Linked DNA regions of Pan troglodytes: all the other regions are linked to region 1. The links are chromatin contacts, called in public HiChIP or PLAC-seq maps. All regions are on one chromosome and are shown on one strand. The core of a region is the stretch at or near the end of the contact, and the rest is flanking DNA. Distances in the headings are between cores, read along the strand shown. Region 1 holds the start of CSK (C-terminal Src kinase). Region 2 holds the start of COX5A (cytochrome c oxidase subunit 5A). Region 3 holds the start of RPP25 (ribonuclease P and MRP subunit p25).

Region 1 (2,779 bases), core at 41-2,540:
AGGGGAGATGTCAATTTCTCCCTCCCAGAAGCCTTTGCAGAGCTGCTGAAGTGCTTTCTTTTAGGCTGAGAGGCGGCCCCCCATCCGGCCCCATATTATCATTCCATCTTGACCTCAGAGGAAAGAAAGGGAAACCAGCTCTGCTGAGCACCCTTTCCACTCCCTCACCCCCAGGCCGTTATCTTGCTGAATCTGCACTATCTATCATGAGAGAAGTATATTTTGAGCCTGATCTTACAAAAGAGGAAACAGCTCAGAGACCTTAGGTAACTAGCCCTAAGTCACACAGCTAGTAAGTGGACGGGTTGAAATTTAACTTGGAGACTTGAACCCCAAATTCATCTTTTTTCTGTTACACCACACCTATCTCTGAAACTTACTGGCTGTCTCCTCAAAGGACATCCCTCTCCAAAGGGCTGGCTCCAGCTGGGAAACCGGCCTAAGGGTGCCCTGGGTCAGAGGGCCGACCTGTGGTTTTGGGGGCAACTCCTCCTGGCATCCGAGGCTCTTTAAAACAATCTGCAGCCACACTGTCTCCCAGCTCCGTCTCCCACAGGGCTGTTTGCCCTCTTCTCGCTCCCTCGGGCCTCTTCATGCTTATTTTGTGTTCCAAGACTTTGTCAGCATGCCCCACTTCCTCCCCCCCAACCCCAAGAGTGCCTCTTCCCTCTGTCCATCTAAGCCTGACCCTTGCTTCAGGGTCTAGTCCCTAGAAAGTCCCCCACCTTTACCTCCTCCCTACGCTGGAGTCTCTGGTCTCGCCCTCATCACTGTACCCCCATTCTGTTCCCCGGTCTCACCCTCATCACTGCATCCCCATTCTGTTCCCCCGCCACCCTGCACTCTCCCACCCCTGTCATGCCTGAGCACGCTGTCCTCTCCTGTGGCTCAGAGCAGGTCATCTCCCTGCTTTTCGTTAACAGTGATGTAACAGCCCTTGCTTAACGGAGGGCTCCTCACGTGCCAGCTACTGCATACTAAGCACTTTAAACGTATTAACTCATTTCCTCCCCTCCCCACAAAAACTTAAGAAGTCGGTGCCATTATATATCACCTATTTTACCAAATGGGGAAACTAAAGCACAGAGAGGTTAAGTAACTTGCCCAAGGTCACAGAGCTGCTGACAACTTCTTTATTGCCTCCAGGCTGAACATAAACTCCAAGAAAGTCCCATGAGGCTCTTTGGATCTCTTTTGCCCCTGTTGTTTGCAGGAACCCATCTCCCACCACTCTCCCCCACCCACACTGCAAGCGGCAGCCGCCTGAGCTATATTTAGATCCCAGAAGCCACCAAGCTCCCTCCGCACTCCCCGCCCTTGTGCATGCTGTTCCCTCTGCCTGGTCCCGGCTCTGTGAGGTGTGAGGTCTCCCCGTTAGCCCTAGTTTTCTTTCTGCCTCCTGGGAACCGTGTCCGCCACCTCTCCACTTTGATCAATTATTTCCTTGCCGTTGTCTGTCGGCCTGTCAGCCTACCCCCACCCGATCGAGAACGCCTTGACGGTAGTGAAATGGTCTTGCCAATAGACTCCAGAGCAGGCTCCGCCACGATGTCAGCGCCAGGAAATGTTGGTGAATGAATGAATGAAGGCTTTCTGCTGCGAGTCAGGCCCACTCTCCACAAACAGACCTGAGGAGAGGGGCCCAGGCCCGGCCCCCAGCGCTTCTGCAGCGGGAAAGCTGCGTCCAGAGAAGGCTGGGAGGTTGCTCCCAGGCCGGCTGAGGAGAGACCCTCGGAGCCTTCAACGCAGCCAGGCGGCAAGTGGGGGCAGGGCGTGGGCGCGGACACACCCCCCGCAGTGCCCCCGGCGCCCGGCAGGGGGCGCCGCCCCGCCGGCCCACGCCCCGCCGCGCGCCGGGCAGGCCCCCTCGCGCAGGCGCGCTGCCGCGGGCGGAGGATCCGGGCCGCGCTTCCTCTCGCCAGGCCTGCGAGCTTCCTCCCAGCGGAGCCCTGGGCGAGCCGAGGTTGGCCGCCGCCGCCGAGCCCGCTGCCGCCCTCCCGCTCCTGCCCCACCCGCGCCTTGCCCGGGGGCTTCTGCCGGGGTGGGGTCCGAGCCGGGCGACCGCCCGGCTGCGCCGCCGTCGGGGCCGTAAACCGGCCCGCCGTCCCTCCCGCCCCAGCCAGCCTCTGGCCGCCGGAGCCCGCGGGGCGTGGAGCGCGAGGAGCCCCGCGGCCCCGATCGAGCGTCCGGGGCGGCCCCCGGCAGCCAGCGCGACGTTCCAAAATCGAACCTCAGTGGCGGCGCTCGGAAGCGGAACTCTGCCGGGGCCGCGCCGGCTACATTGTTTCCTCCCCCCGACTCCCTCCCGCCCCCTTCCCCCGCCTTTCTTCCCTCCGCGACCCGGGCCGTGCGTCCGTCCCCCTGCCTCTGCCTGGCGGTCCCTCCTCCCCTCTCCTTGCACCCGTACCTCTTTGTACCGCACCCCCTGGGGACCCCTGCGCCCCTCCCCTCCCCCCTGACCGCATGGACCGTCCCGCAGGCCGCTGATGCCGCCCGCGGCGAGGTGGCCCGGACCGCAGTGCCCCAAGAGAGGTGAGTGCCTGGCCGTCCCGGAGTGTCCCCTGGAGGGAAGAGGGTGGAGGTCGCGCGTCTAGTCTCTGTTGCTGCCACTGTCGCGTCCACTCCCATTCCCTTCTCCCACTTCTCCCTTCTCTCCTTTACTCCCTTGCACGGGTTCGAATTCTCCCAGGAGCCACTGTCAGAACCCAAATTGGAAGGGAGTGCATGAGGGAGGTACTGCCCTGCAGCTCCACGGACTCGTCTTCTCGGGTCATCCCGA
Region 2 (2,735 bases), core at 95-2,594, 150 kb after region 1:
TTCGGCTCACTGCAACCTCCATCTCTCAGGTTCAAGCGATTCTTGTGCTTCAGCCTCCCGAGTAGCTGGGATTACAGGCGCCCACCACCACACCCAGCTAAATTTTTTGTATTTTTAGTACAGACAGGGTTTCACCATGTTGGCCAGGCTGCTCTTGAACTCCTGACCTCAGGTGATCCGCCCGCCTCGGCCTACCAAAGTGCTGGGATTACAGGCATGAGCCACCGCGCCCGGCTGAGTTCTTTTTTTAATTTTTAACTTCAGCATACCCTGAAACGAGTTTCTGAGTTCTTATGTTTAAATACGCATGCATAGTTGCCAGTGATGCAGGTTCAAAAATAAAATATAATATGCATGCATAGAAGCTAAATTTCAAAATGTAGCTTATATAATCATCACGGACCAAGATCGAAGTGCAATTACTGTAATTATTCTATGGTGGTGGACTCAAAACCTCCCAGCACACATATAAAGGGAAGGAAAATAGACAAAAATCAGAAGCACGTCTCATACTCCAGCAATCAGGCTTCTATTACAAAAGGGAAAAAACACGAAGCGTTCCTATGCTTGTAAAACCCAGTATTCCTGTGTCTGTGACATTCAATTTTCAAAAGAGTGATATTTTTATCATAAGCCCTATCAAAACTCTGGCTATCTTCCGGAGATCAGGAAACAACCACACACTTCCATCTATTTTAAACGTGGAAGAATTAGAACGTGGCACAGCAGACCCTAAAAATGACGGAAAAGGCTGTGAAGGTGACACACTAATCGCTAACCGAGAAATGCCTGATTGAAAAGTATAATCGTGTGTCCCATACGGAAGCATATTGTGTCCTCGGACCCCAAGCGGCGTGCCCGGAGGCTCAATGTCACCTTCGCCGAGGCGCTGCAGGCCGGCGGCGGCCACTCTCGGTCAGGTGGCCGCAGGGTCGGCGCCGGGGCAGGGTCATGGCCCGGGAACCGAAGGGGAGCGCTGCGTCCCCTCCTCGGTGCCCACAGCAGGTCCACATCTGACCTGTCCGCGGTGGCACAGCCAGGAAGTTGCGCGGGGGGAGGCCCCGGGGGCGCGCTCTCAGGTCCTCCACTACTCGAGGCGGCGGGCAGGGCGGCCCGCGGTCACCGGGTTCAGTAACCAGGGTAGGGCAAGGGCTAGGCCGGGGAGAGCCCGCCCCGGAGTGGCGGCGGGGACCCAGGTCACCGCAAGGACACGAGGGCGCGGGCAGTGGCAAGCAGGGGCCTTACCCGCGGCGGGGCCGGGGGTCCGGGCGGAGTGCAGGAGGCCTCGAGGGCCGGCCCGGGTGGTTGCGGCCACAGCGCAGCGGCGGAGAGCGGCGCCCAGCATGACGGCGATGGCGGCGCGCAGGCTGAGAACAGAGAGAAGCCGGTGTAAGCTCGCGGGTTGCTCCGGAGCGGGCGGGGGCCGGACAGGCTCACAGCGGGCGGAGCACGTAGGCCCGCCCACTGCGACTCTGGCGCGTGGGCGGGAGGGGCCACCGCGCGGCCGGCGGCGGGGGCTACGGCGGCGCGCTGAGGACAAACTGTTAGCCTCGCGTCCCGCCTTGTCTCTGGTCAGGTGACGCGCAGTTGCCATCCTGTAAGTAGGAATGGAGGCGAGGGAGGAGCAACCGACCGTGGTCTTGTTCGAGTCAGGCCCAGGAGGGTACTTAATCACCTCAAAATAGGAATGACAGCAATAACAACAAACTATAATAAAAAATACGTACTTTGCGCCCGGGCGCTGTGGCTCACGCCTGTAATCCCAGCACTTTTGGGAGGCCGAGGCAGGCGGATCACCTGCGGTCGGGAGTTCAAGACCAGCCTGGGCAACATGGAGGAACCCCCCCCCCGTCTCTACTAAAAATACAAAATTAGCCAGGCGTGGTGGCGCAACGCGTGCCCGCAATCCCACCTACTCGGGAGGCTGAGGCAGGAGAATCGCTTGAACCCAGGAGGAGGAGGTTGCGGTGAGCCGAGATGGTGCCATTGCACTCCAGCCTGGGCAACAAGAGCGAAACTCCGTCTCAAAAAAACCAAACAAAACAAAAACCTACTTTGCTTAGCCCCGCCTTCTCATTGTGGCATAAAATAAAACAGCGAATGGGGGAAAGAATGCCGCTGGACGCGGTTGCTCACGCCTGTAGTCCTAGCACTTTGGGAGCCCAAGGCGGGCGGATCACCTGAGGTCGGGAGTTCGAGACCAGCCTGACCAACATGGAGAAACCCCTGTCTCTACTAAAAATGCAAAATTAGCCAGGCGTGGTGGCGCATGCCTGTAATCCCAGCTATTTGGGAGGCCAAGGCAGGAGAATTGCTGGAACCCAGGAGGCAGAGGTTGCAGTGAGTTGAGATCGCACCATTGCACTCCAGCCTGAGCAACAAGATCAAAACTCCATCTCAAAAAAAAAAAAAAAAAAAAAGGCCTATGCGTAAGGGATTTTATTAGTACATATTCTTATATCACAAACCAGCTTGCATAAAAAACGAGTTAAACTACTTCATTTCACAGATTAGGAAAGAGGCTCAGAAATTAGGTTGCTGCTGGCAGTCAAGGATCTTTTCGCCACATCCCCAGTTCTGAGGACTCTCACCTGAATGTTTCCCATCTCCTACAGGAGGGCTCCTGAATCCACGATGGCTCTGAAATAGGGTTGATCAAGTTCCACGGTTGTTGCATCTTATCTCACTAGCTACATCCTAACTTTGAGCCCCTGGGCAGTCAAGGACACCTCTCC
Region 3 (2,700 bases), core at 114-2,613, 170 kb after region 1:
GGGCACGTTCTTAAGTACGCTGAGACTAGCGGCCGGCTCGCCAGGCGTCTGACCCTGCGTGGGCCCAGGCGGGAGGCTCTGCCACACCTCGCGCACGCTCCGGTAACGCAGCCGCGTGACCTGGTGCAGGCCCGCCAGGCGGCGCTTGAGGATCTCGGCGCACGTGACGGTTTTGGTGGTGGCCCGGCCGCAGCCGCTGAAGACGATGGCGCGCGTGGCTGGCTGCGCCATGCTGGCGGTGGCGAAGGCCATCAGGTTCCGGATCTTGCTGCCTTCCTTGACCCGCATGTGCACCGCGCCCGGCGCCAGGTCTGCGAAGGGGCCGGAGCCCGGGCCACCTCCCTCGGCCCCGCCCCCCGCTGGCGCCTCTTCGGAGCGCACCTTACGGAAGTTCTCCATGCGCCGTCGTCGCCGGGACCGCCGGCTTTGCCATGGGGCGGCCTCAGCCCCGGGGCTGCATGGCCGCCGGTCGCGTCTTGCAAGGGCCAGCAGGGGTAAGGGCGCCGGAGCAGCGCAGACGCCGGCGGGCGGGCTGGGACGGCGCGATCTCGGCCCCACTTCTCCCGAGCGGGCGCCGCTCTACTCAGCGCTCTCGGCGCCCGGTGCTCCGCGCCTTTAGCTGAGGCCCCGCCCCTGCCGCCAGGCCCCTCCCCTGACCCGGCCCGGCCCGGCCCGCCCGGGCCCCAGCCTCACTAGCCTTTCCTGGCGAGTCTGGGTCCTCAGCTACGCGGGCGTGGGAGCGGGCGCGCTGCCGGGCGCATAAGCAGGTGAAGGTGAAGTTCCACTATAATCGCCATCAGCGCTCTGAGAGCCAACCCTCACAAACCGGCAGTCTAAATAAAAGCTGCGCTTGCGGTGCAAACACTGCTTCAAATCCGGTATCCGAGCCCTTCCCATTTGCAACTGAAGGCCGCCCCTCGTCCCCTCCCAGGGAGAGATTTCCAAGAGGCTTGCTGGGGCCTCGCCCCTCCTCCCCAGCCCCGGGGAACACCCCCACCTTTTTTCCGCTCCCAAGTATTCTTGCCTCAAGGACAGCTAGTGCGCGGTCAGCAGAGTGCGGGAGGAGCTGGCTGCGGCTCCACTCCGCGCCTCCCCGCGGGCGATTACGTCGCGGCGTGGTCCTCGCGGGGCGCGGGAGACCCAGACTTCAGCCTCGCCACGCCTGCCCGGAGCTCGAGGCTCCCGGACCCCCGCCCACCTCTGCGACGTGAAGAGTGAGGCTTTGGGCCAGGCTGTTCCCCGAGGCGCGTGGGGAAGCGGGCGTGACCTCTTCTGAAAAGGCGGTAGGCTCGCTCCACCCAGGCCCAAGAGCCCACCCTTAGAGCTGCGCGCTTTAGGGTGAGCCAGGCACGATGCCTTGCCAACGTGGCCGCCCCCTTCCTCCCAGGCGGAATTCGCTCAGGCAACACTGGCCCCTTGAGATCCAGTGGGGTCCTTTTCGAAAGGAGGCTAGGTGAACGCAGGTTTTAAAAAAGAGAAGGGAGGGGCCGGGCGCGGTGTCTCACGCTTTTAATCCCAGCACTTTGGGCGGCAGAGGTGGGCGGATTACTTGAGGTCAGGAGTTCGAGACCAGCCTGGTCAACATGGTGAAACCCCGTCTCCATTAAACGTACAAAAATCAGCTCGGCGTTGCGGCGCGCTCCTGTAATCCTAGCTGCTCGGGAGGCTGAGGCAGGAGAAGCGCTTGAACCCGGGAGCTGAAGGCTGCAGTGAGCCGAGATCACGCCACTGCACTCCAGCCGGGGCGACAGAGCAAAACTCTGTCTCAAAAAATTAATTAATTAATTAATTAAATAAAATACAAAAGAGAAGGGAGGGATACCCCATTCTCCAGGATGTGATTATTATGCATTGCATGCCTTTATCAAAACGTCTCATGTACCCTCTAAATATAGACACCTATTATGTACCCACAAAAATTAAAAAGACTTAAAAAAAAAATAAAAGAGAGAAAGAAGGGAGGAAGGTGGGGAGTTGAAGCCCTGGGGGCATTATGGAACTACTGGATGCCTCTCCGGCGGAAACTCCACGGGACCGAAAGAGAGGCCCGGGGTCTCCTGCCGGGTGAGAGAAGCATTAGAGAAAGATGAGATTGGGGGCTGTCAGGACTACTGATGGAAGGGAGGGGGTCTGAGAAGGGGCCCGACCCTCCCTAAAACTGCTCTCGGGATTCGCCCGTCCTCCTTCCACCCGCCCTACGCAGTCAGGACTGAGGGAGGGCGGCAGATCTGGTCCTAGCCAGGGGACTGTGACGGGGCGTGGCGGGGAGGGACACAGAGAGCTGGGGCGGGCGGGCAACCGGGAAAGTGCTGGGGGCATGACGGTGCCTTGGATTGCTGGGCCTCAGTTGGAGATGGGGCTGCCAGACGCTCTTCTCCCTCCTCCCGCTGTTCTCGCCCTCTGGGCATCTGCAGCAGCTCTCGGTCCCTGCTGTTCAAAACCAGGGTTTACCCCCTTATCACTTCTTGGGAGCGGCCCTCGGTCCCTGCTGTTCAGAACCAGGGTTTACCCTCTTACCACTTCCTGGGAGTGGCTGCGGCGCCTGGACCTTGGCACCGCAATGTGTGAATGGCTGACCCCCTCCCCGTCTCCTGGTGGGATCAGGAACCCTCGGGGTATGCTCCGAACCGGGACTTCGGTCTCGCTCCAGTCTCCATGGGCCCCACACAGCGGTGGGGGCTAGAGGCACAGCAGCCTTGG

Evidence for each region. HiChIP or PLAC-seq counts read pairs in DNA pulled down with a chosen protein or histone mark.
Region 2: an H3K4me3 HiChIP or PLAC-seq map of stem cell-derived excitatory neurons shows a contact between it and region 1, with 3 times the contacts expected there. The contact joins the promoter of COX5A here to the promoter of CSK in region 1. A contact is called at or near these places in 1 of 1 datasets of contacts at active chromatin or transcription factors (stem cell-derived excitatory neurons) and 1 of 1 other capture datasets (stem cell-derived neural stem cells).
Region 3: a contact with region 1 is called in an H3K4me3 HiChIP or PLAC-seq map of stem cell-derived excitatory neurons, with 3 times the contacts expected there. The contact joins the promoter of RPP25 here to the promoter of CSK in region 1. A contact is called at or near these places in 2 of 7 Hi-C or Micro-C datasets (induced pluripotent stem cells and stem cell-derived neural progenitor cells) and 1 of 1 datasets of contacts at active chromatin or transcription factors (stem cell-derived excitatory neurons).

What each region holds. Positions count from the first base shown.
Region 1 is chr16:66,743,321-66,746,099 of NHGRI_mPanTro3-v2.0_pri, forward strand. It overlaps CSK (C-terminal Src kinase), which reads left to right and starts at 1,291. Exons shown (of 14, transcript XM_063794204.1): 1 at 1,291-1,756; 2 at 2,480-2,532.
Region 2 is chr16:66,897,920-66,900,654 of NHGRI_mPanTro3-v2.0_pri, forward strand. COX5A (cytochrome c oxidase subunit 5A) reads right to left here and starts at 1,345. Exons shown (of 4, transcript NM_001118913.1): 1 at 1,246-1,345. The coding sequence starts at 1,345.
Region 3 is chr16:66,918,017-66,920,716 of NHGRI_mPanTro3-v2.0_pri, forward strand. RPP25 (ribonuclease P and MRP subunit p25) reads right to left here and starts at 1,364. Exons shown (of 1, transcript XM_510676.8): 1 at 1-1,364. The coding sequence starts at 399.